2 separate regions of the Sus scrofa genome follow, and region 1 is linked to region 2. Evidence: chromatin contacts called from public Hi-C data. All regions are on one chromosome and are shown on one strand. The core of a region is the stretch at or near the end of the contact, and the rest is flanking DNA. Distances in the headings are between cores, read along the strand shown. Region 1 has its middle 670 kb from the start of RNF144A. Region 2 has its middle 450 kb from the start of ID2.

Region 1 (6,332 bases), core at 399-2,898, 250 kb before region 2:
GGTGTCTGACACTAGGAGAATAAAAAAATTGATAAGATGCAGCCCCCACATCAAGCCTAAAGAGGTAAGAAAAAATGCGTAGCAACGACTAAAAGAAGAAAAACTGCAATGTTTCGAATGGGAGAGACTCCATAAACTTAGGCGTGTGTTCCTCGATGCTTGGCTCATGGATCTTCGGCACCAGAATCACCTAAGTGTTGATTTAGATAGATTTTGGGGGGGTCCATTCTAGACTTAGGAAATCAGAATTTCCAGAGGCAGAACTCAGGAACCTATACTCTAACCAAGAGGGGGGCCCAAAAAAACTGAGCATGTCGCTCTCTGAATGACCTGCAAGAGCCAGAGGTCTGTGATTGCTGGGGGAGGGAAGGAGGGAGTGGGATGGACTGGAAGCTGGGGATCTGTAGATGCAAACTACTGCATTTAGAATGGATCAGCAAGGGGGTCCTACTGCACAGCACGGGAACTTTATCCAATCTCTTGGGTTAGATCATAATGGAAGACAGTATGAGACATAAATATATACACATGGGTCACTGTGCTGTAGAGCAGAAATTGGCACAACATTGTAAGTCAACTGTAATAAAAAATAGTAATCTTTTAAAAAGAGAGAGAGTTCTGTCTTGCAGGCGGGAGAATTAGGCTGGTTAAGATGTCAAGCATCAGAGATCTGAAAGACATTCTTTGCAGAAGGAACAGCAAGGCAAAGGCACCGTGAAAAGCCTTGGGGAGCATTTGGACAATAATCCAGTTGGCAAGGACACAGGCTATATGAAGAAGAACTGGAGACCATAAACTGAAGCCTGAATTTCTGTCTCCTGCCCTCGCTAAGGTAAGGAGCCTGCAAACCAGACTGCTAAATGAGAAGTCCACACGTCCCTTCATTTTTTGTTAAGCCTCTTATCTCATGAGGATAGTTAATCTCTTTTTGACTTACCTTGGTTTCTTAGCATGAATATGGTAAAAACAACTTAAGCTTTTTTCTTTTATTCAATGAAATCCATCTTACTTAAACCCTGGCCCCATCACATGTTAGCTCCTTGACCTTGTGCTAAGTCAGCTATAACACAGCTGGGAGCCTCAGTTCAGGCCTCAGCAAAGAGGCATAATATCTACTAATTGTCATGAGCGCGAAGCAGGCGGGCACAACGGAGTGTGGGCACCAAGCAGGCCATTCGTGAAGGGAAGACTTTTTAAGTGTGGTCGGGCTCCCAGGATGCTGGTTTGCTTATTCGTGACTTTTTCTTGGATTGAATAACTCACCCTTTGATTCTAATCTTCAGATTCAACTGTCTACCTGGCATATTTACGATCCCACTGAATTTCAACTCGTGCAGCTCTTTTAAGGCGCGTCAGCCTGGGACAACGCTGGGGCCCTGTGTTAGGATGGCCCAGTGCCAAGGCAAATGTTTAGACTTGGCTGAGGGCTTGGCGTTCACTGAGTGCTCAATGCTTTAAAGAATATGCAAACCTGGGAGCTTTGGGGGGAACAGAGGGGCTGGCTTCTCAGCGGGCATTACAGCCACACAGGTGCATGGCCTCCCATTGACAGGGGGCGAACGTTTGACCCCAGAGTCCTAAGCTGGTCCCCGGGAGCGCCTGGAGCAAGTGCAGCTTTGACTGCGCAGAGCCCTGTTTGACTTGGCGGAGGGCCCCGTGAACCTGGCGGTGGGCATGGCCCAGAGGAAAACAGCCTTGACATTGACTCTCGTCACCGCCATGCTCAGGGCCACCTGTGGGTTTCACAACCCACCTCTCCTTTCCCACAGCATCCTAGCCAGTTCGTTTGTGTTCCTGGAAAAAAAAAAAAAAAAAGACAGAGATCCCCTGGCTCTTTGCTCCAATGCTGAGTATCTGCTTGGGTCGCCGCCTTAAGGCACTCACCTGTGCACACCTCTGAGTGCAGGCTCTGGGCCAGCTGCTCCATCAGGAGCCTTTGTTATTTCTGGTCTCCCTCCTGTTTCCACGCATCTATAAATATACAAGTTCCACCGTGATGGGGAAGAAACGAACATTCATTAAGCACCTGCTTCAAGCCAGGTGCTTTCACACACAGAACCTTGTTTAATCCTCAGAGCAGCTCCGTGAGAAAGGAGTTAATATCTCTCTGTATTGGATAAAGACGGTCAGGTGACACATCGGAGGAGCCAAGATTTGGACCCGGCCTGCTGACTCCAAGTTCATGGTCTTTCCGTTTACTCTGCTGCCTCTTAACATGTTCTGGAAAGAGCAGCAGCCAGGACATGAGGCATGGATTCCAGCCCAGGTTCTCACATTGGCCGCCCGGAGACAAACTCCCCTACCTTCTCAAGGTCTCTGCCTCTCTCTCCTTAGGAAATGAGGGGCCTGGACAAGCTTCCACTTTTAACGTGTCTCCCAGCACAACACCAGAGACCAAATGAGGGGAGCGAGATCCACTGCCATCCTTCGTCAGTCCTGGCCAGAGGAAGCTCTGTGTCCACAGACAGCGGCGGTCTGGGTGGAATTCCACCCCAAAGCGGCCCCATGGGTAGGTGAGGACGAAGGCACGGATGGGTCCCGGTCTGTCCCACGACAGTCAGAGGGTCTCTAATAAAGGTGATTTGTGCAAGGGGAAGAGGCCACACACCAATGTGTGCGATAGTGGAGGCAGTGGCTCTTGGCCTGGGCAGACACTGAGGTATGCTCTGTGTGTATTGACCCATGTTGCCTTCCTGACACTGGGACAGAAAGGCAGCTATTTTCCACATCTTGGACATATGTGAGGAAACAAACCTCGGAACGCGTACACACAGCTTGTCCGGGAGGGGCTAGGGTTTGAACCCCATCAGTTACTCTTTTTCGTTTGCTTTTTTAATGGCTGCACCCATGGCATATGGAAGTTCCCAGGCCAGGAACTGAATCCTTGAACCCACTGTGCCAGGCCAGGGATCGCACCCACAGCTCTGCAGTGACCTAAGCAGTGGCAATCGGATTCCTAACCCACCGTGCCATGGTGTGAAGTCCCTCTCAGTGCCTTGTAACCGCTGCATGCAGCATCCCTTTGACAAAGGGGGATGGCTGGGACCCACTCTTCAAGGACCTTGCTCTGTATTTGGAACGAGGAATACAGCGGATGGTTACTGGTTGGCAGGCTTGGCCGGCCATGCCACCTGTGTCCTTCCACTTAATTCTCACAGCAGCCCTCAGAGAGGTGACGTCTTGAGGGACCATGGCTGACAAGTGAGAAAGGATCCGTCAAGAGCAGGGCAGAGGGAGATCTCTGTCTCCCGGTCATGGTCACCTTCCTGACCGCACACCCTGGGCTCCAAGCTCGGGGGGTCTATGGCGACCCCTCACTCCTGCCCTGCACCTACAATTCTAGGAATCAGAATGTGGGACGGACTGGTCAGCACGGCCTTTACGACTCATTCCTCTTGGGGGAGGGGACTCCAGTGACATCATGGAAATAAGGAATGTTTAGCATAGCATTATAACCACATAGTTTAATTATTGCCTTCCAGAGCAGTTTCTCCGTTAACCTAGGAGGCGCCTGAGTGCAGGAAGCACAGTTTCACCTCTGCTCTCTGGATCCTAGTGTACAGGTCGCCACACCAGGCGTGGGGTCACACTTACCTCCCTCTGTGTTGTGAGCAGGTGCTTATGATGCCCCAGGTGAAATAGGAGAAAGCAAAATAGAAACTCTGTGCCCACTGCCAACTGGGAACCACAGGCTCTGATTCTGGCCTCTGAGGCTTTTCGGAATAGAACTGATCGTTTGCCCAAAGGCCATCGGGAAAACGCTAGAACTGAAAGACCAGTATCATGGTCTGTTTTCAAATGTATGAAGGAACTGGAAATGTGGATTAAGTGAGTCTCAGCATACACACTCAGAGAGCATTGTGGCATGGATTTTAAGGAATCATCTTGCTAATTAAATGAAACTCACCTAACACAATTGCAGCTTAAATATTTAAGGTAATCAGAAAGACAGAAGGAGAGAGAGGCTGTTGCAGAATAAAGACCCGTTTCTTAGTATTCCTAACCTCCCTCCCTAGGTGCACAGAAACGGCACGCGTCTGCTGTTTAAACCTCTTTTTATACACGCTTCTTAACTCGTCGCCTCATTTCACGAAACCACATGTGTCTCTAACCTCTACTTACTTACTAAAATGCATGACAATCTGTTCAAAGAAACCCAAGTTAATCCCATCTGAAAATTAGGCGATTGCCAAATTGTTTCAACCTCGGAGAGAGGGACAGATTCATTTTTTTCTGGGCTGCGTGAGCCCCTTGAGATAGTATAACGAACTTGATCCCCCTTCTTCCTAAATTGTTGACAAGTAAACAAAAACAGGAACAACAACAAAAACTGGGAAATGCCAAACACTGGGGTGGAAACTGAGACCTCCCATTTCTCATTGATTTCAGAAAGCTCACCATGCTTTTGGAAATGGTAGGCGCACAGGTGCACAGGAAACCCAGCGGCTCTCACTCACCTTTTGGCTCCTTCCCAGGTCCTGTGTCAGTGGGGACTGCGGCTGCCCCGCAGAGAAGGAGGCTTCTGATTTTAGTGAAACACGCAGCAGAGACAGGTTTGGGGAGAGTGGCCCCTGGAACACCCCCCCCCCCGGAAAGGTCAGTTTAATTAGAGGGGCATCGTTTTTTTCCCATAAATATGGAAAGCAGGGACCGAAGGAAAGAGGACGCTTAGTGATATGTGTGTGTGTGTGTGTGTCTCCTCTGAACTAAGAGAACAGAATCCAAATCAGGTTACTAACTTGGAAGGGCTCTTTGACTCTAAGTTCAAGCTGCCTGCATGTCAGCCGCAGGTCCCATGCTGATGCCCCCCCATAGCCTGACTTACTTCCTAGAGTCAGGGTCCTAGGCTGCCTTTCTTTCTTTTTTTTGGGGGGGGGATGCAGTGGGTTTTTTTCTGTGTATTTTAAGTTATTATTTGAAATAGTTTAAATTAAAGTATAGTCGATTTACAATGTTGTGTCAAATTCTACTGTATTACAAAGTGGCTGGGGCCCTTTTCTGACCTGTGGAATCAGAATCTCTGAGGACACATCTGAAAATCAACATGTCTAAAAAGCTGCCCAGCTTATTTGAATGCAGGTCTCAGTTTAGCAGCTCCTTACTTAAACCCTTTATTGTATAAATGAGAAGAATAGAATCCAGGGATCCTGGCAGACTTTGCCCAGGGCCCCCGACCTGCTGGCCAGTGGGGTCTGCCTCCCAGCCAGGCCTCCGGATTCCTGCCACAGCTGCCTGCCCCATGTCCCCAGGACCTGGGACAACAGGACTGACGCAGGCTTTGATGGAGTCAGGTTTCACTTTGAAAACCTTTTGTTTACAAAAGAGGAATCTCTTCTCTTTGGCAGGCTGCCTGCCCTTCCACCACAAATAATGATTCCTTTCAAACAAAAAACTAAGCTTTTCCAAAGCTTGGAAAATCCATCCTAATGACAGAGCAGTTTCCTTCTTGTACGTTCTCTGAAGAGCTTTAGCCATCTTCTCGCTGGGCCGTGGGGAAGGGAAATTGTCTCTCATCTCCTCATCATTGTCACGTGGTTGATGGGGTTAATTTTATGGGCATTAATCCACTTCATTTATTTCATTTGTCTAAGACAGTAAAGAATGTTTCTTATGACCTAGGGCAGGGCCTGTGGTGAGTTTTTTTCTGCCAAGGTCAGGGGTGTAAATGTTTTCTTGGCCACATGGGCTCTAGAGAATACTCTTCTGCTGCTGGCCAGCAGCCAGGGGCAGCACCTGAGCAAATGGGTGTGACGAAGTGCCAATAAAACTTTATTTACAAAATCAGGTGATGGCTTGGGTTCAACCTGCAGGCCGTAGTCTGCTGACCTTTGGTCTAGGAAATCCAAAGACTGAAAAAAATAAAACAAATAGAATGATTTCTGTCTCTAAGCAGTGCACCGGTCTTGTTTAGTCGGAAGACCTGAATTTGAAGTAAACAATTCAAAATAACTGCCTGGTTTTGCATGTGAAAGGGCCATGAAAGGGTCATGGAGGGACTGAGGCCAGAGGTTGCAGAGGGACAGCAAAAAGGGTCGGAGGCCGGGAGGCTCTCTCCTCTCCCGAGGGTCCTCACTCTCACTCAGGTGGCCATGGCTCCCACCCACTCAGGAAATTCCCCGGGAGCCCCTTCCCCCTGCAATGCCCCTCCAGTGCCCTCTACTGAGAAGGCTCGGCATGGCATGGAGCTCCCTTTAAAAGAAACACCTGGAGGAATTCTGTTGTTTATGCCAGAGCCTGCATGGAAAAGGGGCTTTGGACCTGAGATGCAATAAATTGATAAGGAACATAGCCCTATTCTGGAGAGTCTTTCTTAATGCTCTCCATAATTATTG
Region 2 (6,178 bases), core at 2,915-5,414:
AACTGTGATACCCCAAGAGTCACGTGGTCCCAACTACTCTTTGGTGCCCAGAACTGCCTGGGGAGTGGGGGGATGGGAATTAGTGATTGCCGGTTTTGTCTAATAATCTTTTACCTGAAATTCTTTCTTTGTGCTCACTCTTCAAGAACCTTCCCCAAGATGCACCTGGTCTGCGCCGCGAGACGAAAGGCCACAGGCTCTCTCTCAAAGTCAGGGTACAGCTCAGACGAAGGGACAAGGGGCATGTGTTAATAGCACTGCTCTGTGGTCCCATACATCGTAATAAATGCCCTTGTCATGTGTTTACCTTCACTAGACAGTAACCAATGTTCAGATAAATGAAGTTGGCGCCTGCAAGATTTATGATACACTTCTGTGCTTAGCCCTGTTTAATCAGGAAGCGAACATATTACGGTGTAAAATCCTTTACAAGCATGTGCAAACAGAGAGGGCCATTAGTGCTCTGCCAGGCCCAGGGGTCAAATAGCCCAGCCTTTCATGAAGCACAGTAATGAGCAGGCGCAGAGACCCTCTCCTGGGCTGGCACACGATGTTTGCAAACTCCATCAAGATTCCTTTTTTTTTTTTTTTTCTTTCCCTTTTTTATTCCTTTTCCTTTCTGGATGTTCTTTCCTTTTCACTTTATTTTTTTTCCTTTCTAAGGTTCTCATTTTTGAAAAGTCAAGGTGATAAGTAAGAAGACGTGACCCAGACTCTACACCCCTCAGCTCCTCCTAGAGAGCCAGGCACCAGGGAAGGTAAATTGGAGTCAGGAGGAGGGTGGGGGGTGGAGGAGGCTGTCCTCCTGGAGTTCAGAGTGTTTGGACAAGGCCAGGAACATGTGGGGGGATCAGCATGAGGCATCACACCTGGAGAGGGAGACCCTCGGCTCCAGCCCCAGTGCCATAAGCCTGGCTCCACGAAGTCTAGCCAACATCTGGAATGGATATCGAGAGACACAGGCGGCCCTTGCTGGCATGCAGCTCTACCTTTGTACTTTTCGTTGCAAATTGAAAAGCAAAACAGACATCAAGGATATATTTATATAACTGTCTTCAAGTTGCATTTTCTACTCCCATCTGCTGCACATGATAAGTTTCAAGTGTTTTCTAATAAAAAAAAAAAAAAAAAAGGAGGGGGCGTAGTGGAAAGCAGGGCTGGGTGTGCGTGTGTGTGAGCCTGAAGGCATGCTCCTTATTTGGTGCAGAGACGATCTTTTTCAGTCTTCATGTAAAAGGAGACGTTAAAACATGCTCTCGCTGAAGGTCTCACTGTTTTAAGATGTTCTGATATTTTGCTTGTCACGTGTATGTGAGAATTTGCATTAAATCACTTTAGAGGAAAAGAGGGTATATTTCTCCCCTTACACTCGTTACTTGGGTGGAGAACGTTAGGGGGAAAGGAGGCACATATTTTTGTTGTTAAGTCTTTGGAGAAAAGAGAAATGTGGAGGCGTGAGATGGTGGGGGGAGATATTTAGGGAAAAAAAATACAGCATCGGATAGAAATACATCAGGCAGATCCAAGATAATTTGGGTTTGTCTACATTTAGGTAAATATGTGAATCCAGATGTGACTGTTGATTATTCATGAATAAAGCTGGAACCACCGTCAGCCAAGTTCAGTGCAGATTTGGACAGTTCAGTTACCAGCCAGGACCAAAACCAGCCTTTTCTTTTCTTTTCTTTCCTTTTTCCACTGTGGGGAATGGAGATAAGAAGCAAAAGGATGAGATTCTCTCATTTTCCCTGGACCATGCTTGAACATGACATGGGGGATAATGAACCAGAAGCCAACTGCCCCAGTAATTCAGGCTTTATTGAAACAAATGTATAAAGATGGGGCCCTGGATATTCCAGGTAAAAGTAAGGTGTTTTCCGCTTCTCAATGAGCCGAACATCTTTTCCCAGTTTGTCACTCTGAAGGGTGACAAAATACTGTCAGAGAAAAGGCAGAATGTCCAGTTCCTCTATTATCCCCCAGTTTGGATTTCTACTGGAGATTTTCTCTATGTCCAGACTAAAATGAGCATCTGCTGATCAGAAAATGCCCTAGGTCAGCACCGGAACTAAAGACTGTCGGGAACATGAGCAACTTTTCAACAGAAAAGGCAGCTGATTTCCAAAGGCCGCCAACAGGGTGTGGTGGAGAGAGACAGACGTGAGGTCAAACTCGGGCTCTGCCACCGAACCGCCCTGAAACTTTGGACCAGTTCCTTCAGCTTTTTGAAAGTTCTCAATGACCTCATCTGGAAAAGAACCCAATGACAAATATCTCATAGGGTGGTTAGAAGAATTACAGGTTAACATCTGTGAAAGGTCTCGGGTGCACTTTCAGTAGGAACTAATAAGTCCTCTCGTCCATCACCTGGTCACTCGTGCAAGGTGCACGCTGCCTCTTTTCTAGCTCTTGCCAACTCACCACCAACGTCCCAGGCCGCCCCGTCCTGTGCTTGTCCACTGGCGCCCCAGCCTTAAAATCCTTTTCATCCAAGTTTTCCATACACCCATCGTCCAGGGCTTTGGTCAGGGTGATGGTTCCACTTACGGTTCAGGTTCGGGTTACGGTTCGTCTTAGGGTTCAGGTTCGGGTTTGGGTTAGGGTTAGACCTGTGACATCAGGCTAAACCTGTTTGTTATCTTGGTCTCACCCAGAGCAGACCCAAGCCTTTTATACTTAACTGGGCTGCATTTCTGTCCTACTGGCCATAAGCGAGGCACTGGAATCCTGGGCTGTTTCTCTCACTGGCCTTTCTCCTCTGTATGTCTTCTCCTTTACCCTCTTGTGGCAGACCCCTGACGTGAGCAGAAGGCCAGCTCACAGGGCTGAAAATGGCAGCAGACGTGAGGATGAGAACTTTCCTGGCCAGCGCTGGTCCTCACCCCTGAGGACCCCAAGCCATGCGTCTGCCCACCTCTTGACCCTGAGGCTCTCCTTTAAAGGCCACGCATCACGTTGTACTAAAACCGCATGTGCTCTGAGGACGTACAAGGCTCCATTTCTTTGAGATAGTATAGAATTCAACGTCCATGCTTGTCATCACAGCGGGAGAAGAGAAGGCCAGATAGGATGGAAAGCATCTATTTCTCCATAAGGTGAAAACCAACCGCATAGAGAAGATAATGTTTGTACAGGCTCCTCCAAGCCCTGTGTCTCTGGGGCCAGACCGCCTAGGCCCTCCAAAGGCTCCGGGGCCACCCTGGGCGACAGGTACCAGGGCTGGATGGAAGCCCCTAGGACCCTCCCAGCTCTGCCCGTGGAGACTGAACAGAAGATCCAGCAGCAAAGTCTGACTTCATTTCCTTGGTTTTATCGAAGCAGAAGGAAGCTGATGGAGAGCTTTGTTCCAAGTGCTGGCAGTGGGCCTGGGCACCCTGGGCCTCAGTCTCCTCCTCTGTAAGATGGGGGTGATAACAGCACCCCCTCCATGGGCGTGTGGTGAGGATCACAGGAGGTACGACATGCAAGGGGCTCCGGGATTATTCACATCCCGTGAGCCCAACGCATCTGACACCTTTATCACCCCGGGGGCCTCCGGTAGGGGTGGGGTCCACGAGCGCGCAGGGACCCCAGCTCCCCACACGACAGGATGCAGCCCAAATGCTCCCTCCCCGAATCCTTCCTAAACAACCACCAGACACAATCCGAACCCTCCCACAACGGTGATGCTTCTCTGATTCTATACATTGTCTTCAAAGCTGCCTTTGTTTTACCAGAAGAAAACTGTTAATGTCGGAGAAATAGCTACAAACAGTAGCTCCTGTCACAATGAAATTTGAAAGGAATGAGGCCTATGTATTCACATGACCCATGTGTCTACATTTACAGTAAAATTAAAATACACTAAAGAGATGTGTATTGACACACACCCACACAGAATGTTTTCACATTTTCAGCCCGGGGTCCCACCAGGTTTTGTGTGGCCTTTTCAGCCAGGGGAAGGGTTACAATGACATCAAGCTTTATAACTAAAAAAAATACCCCCCCCAAGGTTAAACAAACACATTACTGTTTGGCCATGAACTTGGGTTGTTTCTCACTGACAAAATTTCCAGCTTTGCTCAACTTCCAAAAGAATGTTGTGAAGCGTTTGGACTCTTACCTAAGCCCTGTTTGTCCAGAGGGGTCAGTCTGAAGCCTGAAAGATGTCGTGATCCAGAAAATAGCAGTCATGTCTTCGGCCATCTGAGATAGTCATGGAAAATTACCACACAGATGTTAACACTGGATCTTTCTTCCGTTGCCCAGAGCTCGCAAAGCCTCAGAACGATATCAGAAGGAGGCCAAGAATTGAACGGCTCCTGTGGTCAGTGGAAAGGAAGGTAGTTCTGTGGCCGCAGGAAGAGGCAGGGCCCCCCGGAGTAGGGGTTGGCACAGCATCAGGACAGAACACAGAGATTCAAGCCTGTAAGAGCAAGCGCGCTTCTGCCCTGCCTCTGCCCCCTCAAGCTGTGTGACTGTCACCATGTCACTAGACTACCCTCTGCCTCTTTCTCTTCCCCTGTAAAGTAGGAAGGAAGAGAGTAACTTTTATCGTGTTGCTTCCAGGATTAAATGAGTGAAGTATATTATGGCTTCAGCGCAGTGCCTGGCACAGAATGTATTTGATACATTTTTTTCAAGTAAAACAAAAGGACTGCAAGAAATTGTTTCTAACACTCACTGTATTAAGATGCAAAAGCTAAGAGTCATGTAATAGTGGTCTTCAGGGGGGCAAGGGGCTGGGGAAGTGACTGATTAATGGGTACAGGGCTTCCTTTTGGGGTGATGAGAATGTTCCAGAATTAGAGAGAGATGGTGGTTGCACAACATTGTGAATGGACTAAATGCCTCTGAATTCCACACTTTGACATGGTTAATGGCTAATTTTATGTGATGGGAATTTCACCTTAATTTAAAAAAAAGAAAGAAAGAAAGAACAAAGTTAATGGTAGCTGTGAGCTTACATTGACCAAGAAAAGCAAGATTTCTCCAAGAAACCCCAGCATTCAAGAATGACCCCAAACTGACCTCAGGGTCAAAGCCAGTGGCCTGCATACTAGTGGATTTCCACGGCCCTTTCTCAGTTGAGAGCTGGCACGCAGTCTCAGTGCTTCTTTGGGGCAGGTCACTTTGGCCCCCTCAGAATCATAAAATATTCACCCAGGAGAAAAGATGCTCACAGACCTGGTCTCTCTGCCTCAGTGTAAGACTTAGGACCCAGGATATACGGGAATTTGGGAACCTCCTTCAGAGGTGGAAGAACGGAATTCCGACAGGTTCTTTCCTATAGGGAAGGGCTGATTCAAATGAAATAACTCGAGTAGGTGGAAAAGCACTTCTTGTTCTGTTATTATAAGACAAGACTGCTGTCACCAACTCGGGCTCAGAGAAGTAGTAGAGCCCCTGCCCCCTGACCTGCCCCCAACCCCGCCCCATCATTTTTTTCTCAGAAGGAGATGGAGCAGCAGCAGATCCTCGTGCATCTGGAGGAACAGGCAGCCAGTAAACACCTTGCAAATACACTTTTCAGCACTGAGCCCACACTTGAGCCCTTTGCAACAGCTCTCCAACAGCAGTGCCTTCAGCTGACTTCCAGAATCTCACCCTCAAGGCACAGAGCCTGCTCTGCTCTGGGCCCTGAATCCATGCTGGGCTTGGGGGAGGCCGCCGGGGGTGGGGGGTGGGCTGGGCCAAGCTGCATGCAAGCAAGCAGAGGTCTTCAAACCCAAACACGGTCACATCACTAAAGCATCCTTGCTTCTTTTACAGATTTGTTCAGAGGCTATCCCTTTATTTTGGTGCTATTTCCCCCAATTATTTTTGTGGCTCACACATTCCTTCGTTCCATAAATATTTGCTGAGGACTGTCTCTGCCTCAGTCACTAGCATGCTGGACTTGGAACGTGAAAATAAAGGTGGTCACTAACCCGTTTGGAGGGAGGAGTTCTGTAAAATATGTATTTATAATGCAGCAAGACAGCTGTCACAACAGAGCTGCCATGGGCTGGAGAAGGAGTCCTCCCAACTCTGGGCAAGGGGGGCTGCTCTGAATCCTGAGATTTGGTAGGAAGGCAGCAGACAGGAGGGTTATTTCCTAAAGCGATTGCCAATAGAGGCGGTCACCATCATTCTGAGACTTGAAAACGATGTGCTTTAGGATATTTAAAGTATTATCTCATTGCTGAATTATATTCCT

Evidence for each region. Hi-C and Micro-C count contacts between places; a contact is called where the count stands out from the background.
Region 1: a contact with region 2 is called in a Hi-C map of liver, with 2.8 times the contacts expected there. A contact is called at or near these places in 1 of 5 promoter capture datasets (liver) and 6 of 47 Hi-C or Micro-C datasets (fetal liver, liver and skeletal muscle).

What each region holds. Positions count from the first base shown.
Region 1 is chr3:128,193,912-128,200,243 of Sscrofa11.1, reverse strand. No RefSeq gene overlaps it. Among named protein-coding and RNA genes, the nearest start is that of RNF144A, 670 kb to the left of the region's middle.
Region 2 is chr3:127,947,112-127,953,289 of Sscrofa11.1, reverse strand. No RefSeq gene overlaps it. Among named protein-coding and RNA genes, the nearest start is that of ID2, 450 kb to the right of the region's middle.